Linked DNA regions of Sparus aurata: region 1 is linked to region 2. Evidence: chromatin contacts called from public Hi-C data. All regions are on one chromosome and are shown on one strand. Each heading gives the region's core, a stretch centred on a gene start, on an enhancer-like site or on the middle of the called end of the contact. The rest is flanking DNA. Distances are from core to core; before and after follow the strand shown.

Region 1 (4,788 bases), core at 117-2,616, 210 kb before region 2:
AAATACAACAAAGTATACAGTGAATAGATAGTGAGCTACATTAAAATTATACTTCAGTACTGCACATGAGTAAATGTCACACATGACAGGATGACTTGGACCTTTACAGTTTGTCATGTGATAGAGCCGTGAATTCACCAAAGGTCAGAGGTCACGTCCTGTGATGCCTCAGCAGTGTGAAAGGCAACATAAAGAAGTCGCAGCCTCACATTTGACGCCCACATCCTCTTTTAGCACTTGTTAAATGCTGCTTCTTGTGTAACCTCACACAGTCCGACTCGAAGAAAAAACGTGAGCTGACAATTTTGTGGAAAGTCTCCAGTTGCTCTTGTGCCGCGCAGTGTCAGAATACTGGAAAACAACAGCTACACCCACCAAACGGAGTTCCCAGAACTCGAAGAACTTGAAAAAAGCGATTCACCAGATGACAGATGTGTGTGGTAATGACTCCACCTGCTGGACTAAATGAAACAGGGCTTTCATGTGTCGTAGGTTCAGTTCTAGTGAAGAACTGTATGAATTTAACTGTAAAACTTTTCAATGATTCCAAACAACATTCAAAGATATTCTTCTAAAAAGATGAACTTAATCATCGTCATCATTTTAACCGCTTCTGCTCAAATTTTTGGCAAACATTTATTTTTCTGAACATGTGTTTTTCCTTTTATCTGCTCATATTAACGCCACACTAAGAGTTAGAGTGCAGTTCAAGATAAGGATCAGAGCCTTGACGTTCAATAAAAGAAGTGGGTCCTCAGCCTTGATTTAAAGGAGATGCTGCTTCTCCATGTTTAGTTTTGACATACAGACTTAAAACAGACCTGTACCTGATGACCTCAGAGGTTTGGATGGTTCAGAACATAGCAGAATCATTCAGTGCTTTACAAACCAACAGCAGGATTTTGCAATATCTGCCCAGACAGACAGGAGGCCAATGTAAAGATGTAAGAACTGGAGTTACGTAATGGACTTTTTTTGGTCCTTATTAGGACTCAAGCAGCAGCTGTCAGATGGATTTCTTTAGAGAGTCCTTTATAGACATCATTACAGTATTCTAGTCAACTGAAGTTTAACACATGGACAAGTTTCTCCGAATCCTGCCGAAACATGTGAAAACAAACAAACAAAAAAAAACTTGGGCAAATTATGGCCAGTTTGTTTATTTATGAAGACAGAAATCATCATATTCAAAGAAAATGAAAAATAAAAAAAAAGATCTTAATTATCTATGTAAAATAATAAGTTTTAGAAATGTAGTGTATTTCTGTGTTTCTGGAAAGCTTTTTAAAGAATTAATAGAAGAAGTACAAAAGTGGGAACGCTGATACCAAAAAACTTCATTACCCAGAAGTCAAACGGACCTTGCGCATGCGCAGTGCGAGTCTCATGACGTTGATTTTGTTGTCTTAACCCAGTTACTGTAGTGAGCTGCAGCTCTGCCTCGTCTGTGACAGCTCGCTGGTACATGTTGCAGTTATGTAGCAGACAGAAGACGGACTTTACCCCGCTGTGACCGGCCAACGTCAGCTAATGTCACGGTCCTCTGTCGGCGTGTGAAACTACTGCGTCTGTCAACCAGCTAGCTAACCAGCTAGCAAGCCGCACGCTAGCAAACAAGCTGGTGTGAGTTTGCAATGTGCTGCTGTTTGTTTTCCTCTCTGTCGTCTCGGCTGGCTATATAACGCAGCTGCCAGGCGGCTAACCCAGCTAGCTACCTGTTGTGTGGGGAGGGAAGCAGAAAACTACACCGCATCTTTCCCCCCCATATGCTGTTGGTGCTATCTGGTGTCCGGCTAAGATGTGGCAGAGTGTCGGACTCACACTGCTGGTCATTGTGGCCACACTCGTCTGTGCGCTGCTCTTCATGCTGTTTGGTGAGTTTACAGCGAATAACCTTCATAAACTTACATAACTCACTGTCTGACTAAGTCTTTTTGTGGCTGCTGTAAATGTTGTCATCGTACTGTGAGTCAATAAGGCCGATGTCACTTTATTAAACTGCTAGCTAACAAGATGCTGTTATGTTTACTTGCTTAAAACTCAACGCTCCTGTGGGAGTAGATCAACAGTTTAGCCTAAAAATGTCCACCTATTCCTTTTAATAAAGTTGCTTTGTAAGGCAGGTCAGAGTGTACTGAATGTCTCCAACCGGCAAGTTTCAATTACAGTGAGCAGTTTCTATATTTACCAGTCACAGAGAAGGAGTCTGGCAGATGTCTGAACACAAACATGGCTGCTCCTTATCTGCTCCTCAGTTCTGCAGTTCAGTCAGTCCTCAGTCAGACACTGGGGCGGGGTATCACCATGTACCTCGCGATACGATGCTATCACGATATTTTGCCCACGATAACGATAATATCACGATACAGCGATTCTGTGATAATCGATATATTGCAAGAAATTTCATCCACGATACATCACGATATTTGTGTCACTGAAGAAATTCAGAGTTTGTTGACTGCACTGAATCCATTTCACAGGAATTACAAAACATTGTCAATCAATTTCACATGAATGACAGCCAAGTAAAACAAAGTGTATACGGCACAGTGGCTCTTCTTAACACACACACTGACCACAATTTAAATATGATTAAATATCGGTATTTGGCACCAGTGTATCGATAATGTACCTCAATGCGATAGCCTATATCGTAGTATCGATATTTTGGTACACCGCTATCAGACACCCTCCTCTAACCAGACTGGACACACCTGAGCCAGAGAAGCAGGTGTATGTAATGTTAGAGCAGGACTGCAACAATCAATGCAGATTAAGTGTTATCTAGGTCGCTTGGTCCACACAGTGTTAGAAAGTAATGATAATACATGTTGTTGTACTCATCAGATGCAACATATACTGTTTACTGTTTATTCTAGTGTACTTTTTAATCAAGACCACCTAAATACTCAAAAATGTTGATTAACAGCATACAGATTGTGTAAGATTTTGTCAATTCTGCCTACCGTCTTTGTTTGGATTGAGTTGAAAGGGTTTTTTATTGTGTAGTGGCCAGAATTGTTTGTATTAGTAAGCTGAGCGTTGGAAGTAAGTTGTTAACTGACCCTCATGCTTACTTTAATGTAATCAAACTGATTCATAAAGCACTTTGACCATTCCTGTAAACATCTACTTCCTCTTCTTTCCTCCCTCAGGTTGGTATGTAGTGTGGCAGCTCTTCCTGTCCAAATTCAAGTTCCTGCGTGAACTTGTCGGGGACGCCAGCACCCCGCAGGCCGAGACGCAGCCGTCCGAAACGAAGAGCGAGCGCACAGCTAGCGCTCCGACACGAAATCGGCCCAGGACGGCACGCCAAAGAGTCGCCTCTCCAGAGAGCACTGCATAGAAAATCACCCAGACAGCCACTGTGCACCCAACGCTCTGCTCACAGTGACCGCTCATCAGAGATGTTTCCCACTGACCTTCTTCTCTACACTACACAAGGACGCTCAGTCAGCCCTCCTCTTCATCAGGACACTTTAAACTGACCAGGCAGATCTCCTGGTTTCAAAGGGAAAAGCCATTTATGTACATTGGTGTCCATTTCTGTATTTCATCTGTTCATATGTTTTATTATGTACAGTCATATGTGTACTGAGTCTGAGGCTGCTTCCTGCCACCTGCTGTGGAGCGTGACGCTGCTCCATCACACACACACACAGATGTTTTAATCCTCTCACACGTGTTAGTCTTGTGTTTTTACCAGAAGTGAGTCCCGCGTTGAACCGAGGAGGGAGATAAATGTTAAAAGTGATCTCGTCGACATCATTTCAAGATAAAACTGAAAAACAGACGACTTGTACAGCTGACAATTGTATGTTCCTTAAAACCGTTACAAAGTGCAATGAAAGGATCGTTCACGCTGTCATGTTGATGTTTCCTGCACAGTATACTCTTTGTATTATGGACGACCATCCAGTAGAAGAAGAAAACGCCCCCAGAGCTTCCCGGGCAGATGACGAATGACACGGCTTCATTCCAGTTGTGTAAACAAAAAAAAATGTGACCTTTTTCTTCTTGCAACTTCTCCTTCACCCTTTTGTTTTTTATTATAGATTTATACTTGAAGAGTGAGGAGAAGGTGTCGAGGACTGTCGGTGTTCAGAAGCAGCTCCGTGTGTTATTAGCTGATCTGGAGGAGCGTCTGAACCCTCTCCCGTTCCCTGTGCCTCTTGTCTGTACCAGTGCCTGTCGAGATGGCATCCACTGTTTGTAACACGACCTCCTTTGTATGGTTGACAGTAGCTCGGTTACCATTACAGAGCAAATCAAAGCTGACCAGGGCCTAGTCGATATTTATGTGATAATATTCTCCCTCCAGGTCAAACTCATGTAACTCTTGCACCTTTTTATCAGCTTTATTTTCTTCCTTCTTCTTCTTCTTCAGTGGAGCACCAGCTTCAAATAAATAATGCCATAAGTATGTCGAGCACTGTTTGTTTGTAAAGAAAAACAAATAAATGATGGCTCCCAGTTCTCTTATATGCAAGATATAAAGTACAAGTATTATAAAACACACAAAATACATCATTAACTGACTTGTTCTTTATGCGCACATGGAAAGAACCATGTATTAGCTAAAACATTTAATAGTGTCTCACGTGTCTGTAGAGGAGATTAATGGCCACCTTCAGTAAATGATCAAGAACATGATCATCAGATTTATTGATAAAATAATCCTTGAGATGCCAGAAAAGTAAACAAACGTTTGCCTCGAGTCTTTAAGATGGGAGTGGGAAACATTTTAGATTAATCAAGATTAGGACCAAAACAAAAACAAATACAGTA
Region 2 (5,184 bases), core at 2,605-5,104:
TCAGTGAAAAACGAAACTGATATGATTCATAGGTCGTAATACAAAGATTTCTTTCAATGATCATACAAATGTGGTATCAAACGCTTGAGACGAAGACATGTCACGAAGGCAGGATAATTTACAGTTTTAAAATAAACCTCATTGAACCGAAAATTGTCTTTATATTATGTGCTATTTATTGGCATTGATGAAATACTTACATTCATGTTTTTCTAGCCAGTAAATGGAGCCAATAATATGAAGCCAGATTGCTTAACTTACTATCTTACTGATTTAACAAGTGCTTCTTTAAAACACAAAGATTCAAATTACTGTTTATCTAATCTGTATCAGCTGAAAAAACAGAAACAGTGAACTTACTGGGAATCCCAGGTGTCTTTTTCTGCAATACAATCTCTAAAAACAAGAGTTCAGTCCATATCAAGCAACAAATATGCAGATATAAATATATCTGTGGTAGGCCAATGTCAGCCCATATTGTCAGCCAACTGATAAATTGGTTGGGCTCTTACATAAATACCTGGTTGTGTAATTTTCTCAACAGATTTCAGCAGTGCTGTTCCGCTTGAAAATGTTTCTATGAAGCTCAACAGAGGGAGGAATTTTAATATTGCTGGTTTGTCTTATATGACGACAGAATAATGTAAGAATTTCATGCTGTATACAGTACAACAATTCAACCTCCTTCACCATCCCACACCTACAGTAAGGGGGATCTTTTGTGCAGAAAACATCAGTGAGATTTAATCCTCAGGAGACAACCTCGGGATCCTCTAATTATCACAATAATGCCTCTGAATTAAAAATCTGTAGTTGCTGATCAAAAAAGCGGTATTTTATTAATTTGACTTTATACTTATTATGACTATATTTGGTTTATTTTACACCTACTGTGCAGGAGGAGTCAGGGTAATGAGCTCCCAGAGGACTGTGACCAAACATAGCAATCTGGCCTCAATGAGGGAGACTTCTCTCTCATCTCAAGAGGCTTTACAGTGATAACCTCCTTGTTCCACCCCATTCAGAAGGTGACTCATCCATCTACAGAACAGACCCCATCGCTCTACCCCCTCCTCTACCCCACAGCTGAATGAAACCTGTACGGGGAAGCTATAGTAAAGCAAACAGAGACACCTAGAGGTCATTATCTGCAAGTGCTAAGAAAACAAAAACGATGATGAAGTGAAGCGTCTGATCAGCAAAAGAAATCTCTATCAACATCCCTAAACTAAGGTATCCATATTTTAAGAAAAACTTTATAAAGCTGCATCTGATGCTATTCAGTTTTGTCTGATTCTGTCATGAGCACAAGCTGTTCTCCTCACCAGTGGAAAGTCACAGCACCAGCCTGTGATTGAAGGCCTCAGAGGTGCAGTATGTCAGGAAACTTTACCGAAGAAATTTCCACTCGGAGCATGCGTGAACACATAAGCAAGGTCAGTTTTCCACTGCTGATGTGTTTTAGGGAAATAAAGCACTCCTCGCTTTCCACAGTTTATTACAACTAGTGGAAGGAGAGCATGAGATCAACGGCCACTTAGGAGCTTGTTCGTACTTTCATTTATCAATTAATAAAATGCAGCAGTTGTGGAGCAAAAGGGCAAACAGGATGTTATAATCATTGCAAATGGATGATGTGAGACAACATTATAGGGCGACAGATTATCTCATATACTCTAAATGTTGATTTATATGTAAACATCTGTATATTAAGCCACATTGCTTACATGTGATACTTCTAATTACCAGCTGAAATGTTTAACATCCAGCAGGAATCATGCTCAAAAAATGAATATAGATTATAATGCCTGTGCCGGTTATGTAATGTTGGACATAATGTCCAGTATAACCGTTTAATACTGTATTCTGAGGGACAGAGAATGAGGAGTATTAAACTTTGAGTTTTATTCCAACTCACTGCTCCAGTCCAGAGCATGCAAAAGGCAAACTCTCCTCCTACCTGGCAGCCTCTTCGTCTGTTCACAAAGTGGGCTGGCACCCAAAGTTCAAACTTCACTATGTGACAACATTGCTGCTAACTAAAAATACTTTCATTGCTAATCAAGATGGGGTTTTTTTGGCATACTTTTTATTCAATTTTTTTCAGTAATTACCATACTTCAGTTTTTGCAAAAGTGGTATATTGTGAATTGAAAGAGGAGTTTAAGTTTGAAAAGTATCTACTTTGTGAGAATCAGCGTTGTGCCCAGGTTATTTGTAATCTCAGAGTTCCTAAAATTACAGAAAGATACAAAAGTCTGGAAAGGAATAAAAGATTTTGTTCTTCATGTGATGATAACTGTCTTAGAGATGAATATCTTGTTTTATTTAAGTGTAAAAACACAAGTATTGTTGATAAAACAATGAAATATTTGTCAAAATACTTAATACTTAATATACTTAGTCATCCGCATATGTTTAAACTTATTTTGTAATTGAAGATGAATCAAAGATTGTAAACTAGAACCATTTCTGAGTAATCTTTTGCTTCGCTTTAAATAACTTGGCTTGAACTTGGGAGTCTATTCTAGTTGTTTACTTTTGTATTATGCTTTTGTTTTATGTTTGTACTCTACACCACAATATAGTGGTCAAGATTAAAGAAAAAATCTGAATCAGAATCAATATGAGCATGTTGAAGGATGGTACTCAAAAAAATAACCTTGTGATATTACTTCCACTTGGTTTGAAACTCTCTCTCTTTTAATTACACAAGGAAAAGGAACTATGCAATCGTGATACCTGTCAAAATAATTGCAGCACGTTTTTTTGTTTTTTCCATGTTGTGCAGCTCTAGTATCAAAGTAGTGCTATGAGAAAGCTTGATAAAGAAAACTTCTCACCATGTTGGACAGCATCTTTACATTTGAAAATTATTACTGTACAGGGTACTTTGATACTAGAGCTGCACAACATGGAAGAAACAAAAATCAAACTGCAATTATTTTGACAGGTATAACGATTGCAATGTGAATTAGTGGGAAGAAGCGGCCAGACTTTCAAGGCTTCTTGAGCGTTAGCTGAGTGGGCTAAGCAATAATAATAACAACATAACAGTAGTAGTAGTATTCACTCGATAAACTTGTTAACCCAGATCATTATGAATGAATAATGTGCTGCACCAACTGCTCTGAAAAAAAAATAGGATTTGCATCTGGTTAATATGGAAAATGTTGGCTGCAGTTGCGTCATTTTTAAAACTTAATGTAAAGAGAATACGAGTTTGGTATTTATTGTTGACTACAGTCTTTCTGCTGTTAACCAAGAAAACTGATATTTTGTTATATTTGTCTTCTAATAAACATCCAAAATTTAATGCCCTCAATATTCAATAGTCAATGTGTTCCTCCGGTATTGAAAATTATACTGAATATTGTTGTATCAAAGTTAGAAACGCCCGTATCCTGACAACACTAGCGCTGTGTTCAAGTTATGTCTCTACTCTCACTGTGTTTCTTAATGGCTTTTATTAATGTTAATTCTTACCTTCTTCCTTCCTGATGTCCTTTGTGATTTAAAACAAGGAATTTTTCTTTCTCCTGCCAAATTCAAAACAATGTAAATCTTACAGTAAATGACTCCTCCTCCTGTTAATTGTTCTTAGTTTATTTTTGTCTTTGTTTTTTTTAAGTAATGTTTTATCTCTTGAATGCTTTTGTCTAAACTTTTTTGAGAGTTTTATTGTCTCCCTACCTATTTTAATGTTATTTGAGCTCATTTCAGCAAAAGTTATGTTTTACTTCTACCTAAGTACACTTATTATCTATACTCTCAACATTATAATATACTCCTTTATGTAATGTTCACCACTACAACGCTTGCCTGCCACCTGCCGTCTGATTACTGCCACTGCAGCTCAGCCACAGAGTCCGACTGAAGTGTGGTACAGGTCGCATTCAATCACCCGGCGTCTCCCCCATCATCCACTCACTCAGGGCCAAGGCATCTCAAAATCTTCCACTCCGCCTGCACGGCTGCTTATCAGCCGCCGACCACTAACAAACATCATCGTCTGGGTAGGAGCCAAAGGACAACAGAGAGCGGAGCAGCGGCAGCAGCAGCAGGAGGAGGAGGAGGGGAGGTGGAACGCTCCTGTATAAAGTCAAAGGGCTGAACATGTGGGGCCACACTGACAGAGACTCTGCACCGCTCCTGCGTCAATCTCTGAGGACGACCAGCGAGACACTGTACCGGAGAGAAAATCACTGGATCTTTAATTTTACACTTCAGGAGGATTATTATTACTTTTGCCGAGCGATATTTTTTTGTCCAAGACGAACCTGAAAAATGGATTTACACGTTTTTATTTCCGTGTTATCAGTGATGTACTCCTGGATTTTGTGCACAGGTAACTTCTGCCGAACGCTTCTCTCTATCTATTCTACCTATGTATTAACATGAATGAATCATTACGTTTTTATACATAATATAAGCAATAGTTGAACTACTATTATAAAGTAAAGTTGGAATACTATCTGCAAAGCTGCAGAGCACAATCTTGCTGCAACTGCGCAGATTACACTTTAACTTCATGCACATTCGTGACATTTAATGTTTTATGTTTTATATGCAGTGTTTTAATAATGAGTGTTTCATTGCAGTACTTGCAGCGCCTTCTGGAGAGACAACCACCGCCTCCACCACCACCACCACCACCCAGGGGCGCCATGTGCGGACCAAACGCTGCTCCTGCGCCACTTTCCTGGACAAGGAGTGTGTCTACTTCTGCCACCTGGACATCATATGGGTCAACACACCTGAGTAAGTCACCGTTATGTAAATGTTTAAACAGCCGTAAAATGTTATACCTTTCTTTAGGAAGGTTACAAATTGAAAGTGTCCGCAGAAAACAAGTATTCAGCTAATTACTCACCCAAATATTGGATAGACGTTGAAATACAACACGTATTTTTAGACGGATGATTAGCTAACACTAACGTTAAGCTAACATTTTGAGTACGTTGTCGACTTCTTAAAACACTTTTCGCGAGTTTACCTGAAAATAAACTAGAGTTTTTCATACCTTGTTAGCGTTGGGTGACATTCCCTTGTACATTTATAAGTTAAACGAGCAGACTTTAACGCATTTTAGCGTGAAAAGGACATGTTTTCCCCGACCGTTAAGTTCAGTTTGTTTGATTCGAACTGTGTTAACTTTCCAGGCGCGTGGTCTCCTACGGACTG

Evidence for each region. A called contact is a pair of places that touch in the nucleus more often than the background predicts.
Region 1: a contact with region 2 is called in a Hi-C map of an unstated tissue, with 4 times the contacts expected there. The contact joins the promoter of smim13 here to the promoter of edn1 in region 2. A contact is called at or near these places in 2 of 2 Hi-C or Micro-C datasets (skeletal muscle and an unstated tissue).

What each region holds. Positions count from the first base shown.
Region 1 is chr3:8,484,913-8,489,700 of fSpaAur1.1, reverse strand. smim13 (small integral membrane protein 13) reads left to right here and starts at 1,366. Exons shown (of 2, transcript XM_030412934.1): 1 at 1,366-1,874; 2 at 3,156-4,482. The coding sequence starts at 1,799. The coding sequence ends at 3,346.
Region 2 is chr3:8,281,307-8,286,490 of fSpaAur1.1, reverse strand. edn1 (endothelin 1) reads left to right here and starts at 3,854. Exons shown (of 5, transcript XM_030413098.1): 1 at 3,854-4,348; 2 at 4,602-4,761; 3 at 5,163-5,184. The coding sequence starts at 4,288. It overlaps LOC115579548 (a long non-coding RNA gene), which reads right to left and starts at 5,169. Exons shown (of 3, transcript XR_003983675.1): 1 at 5,024-5,169; 2 at 4,605-4,732.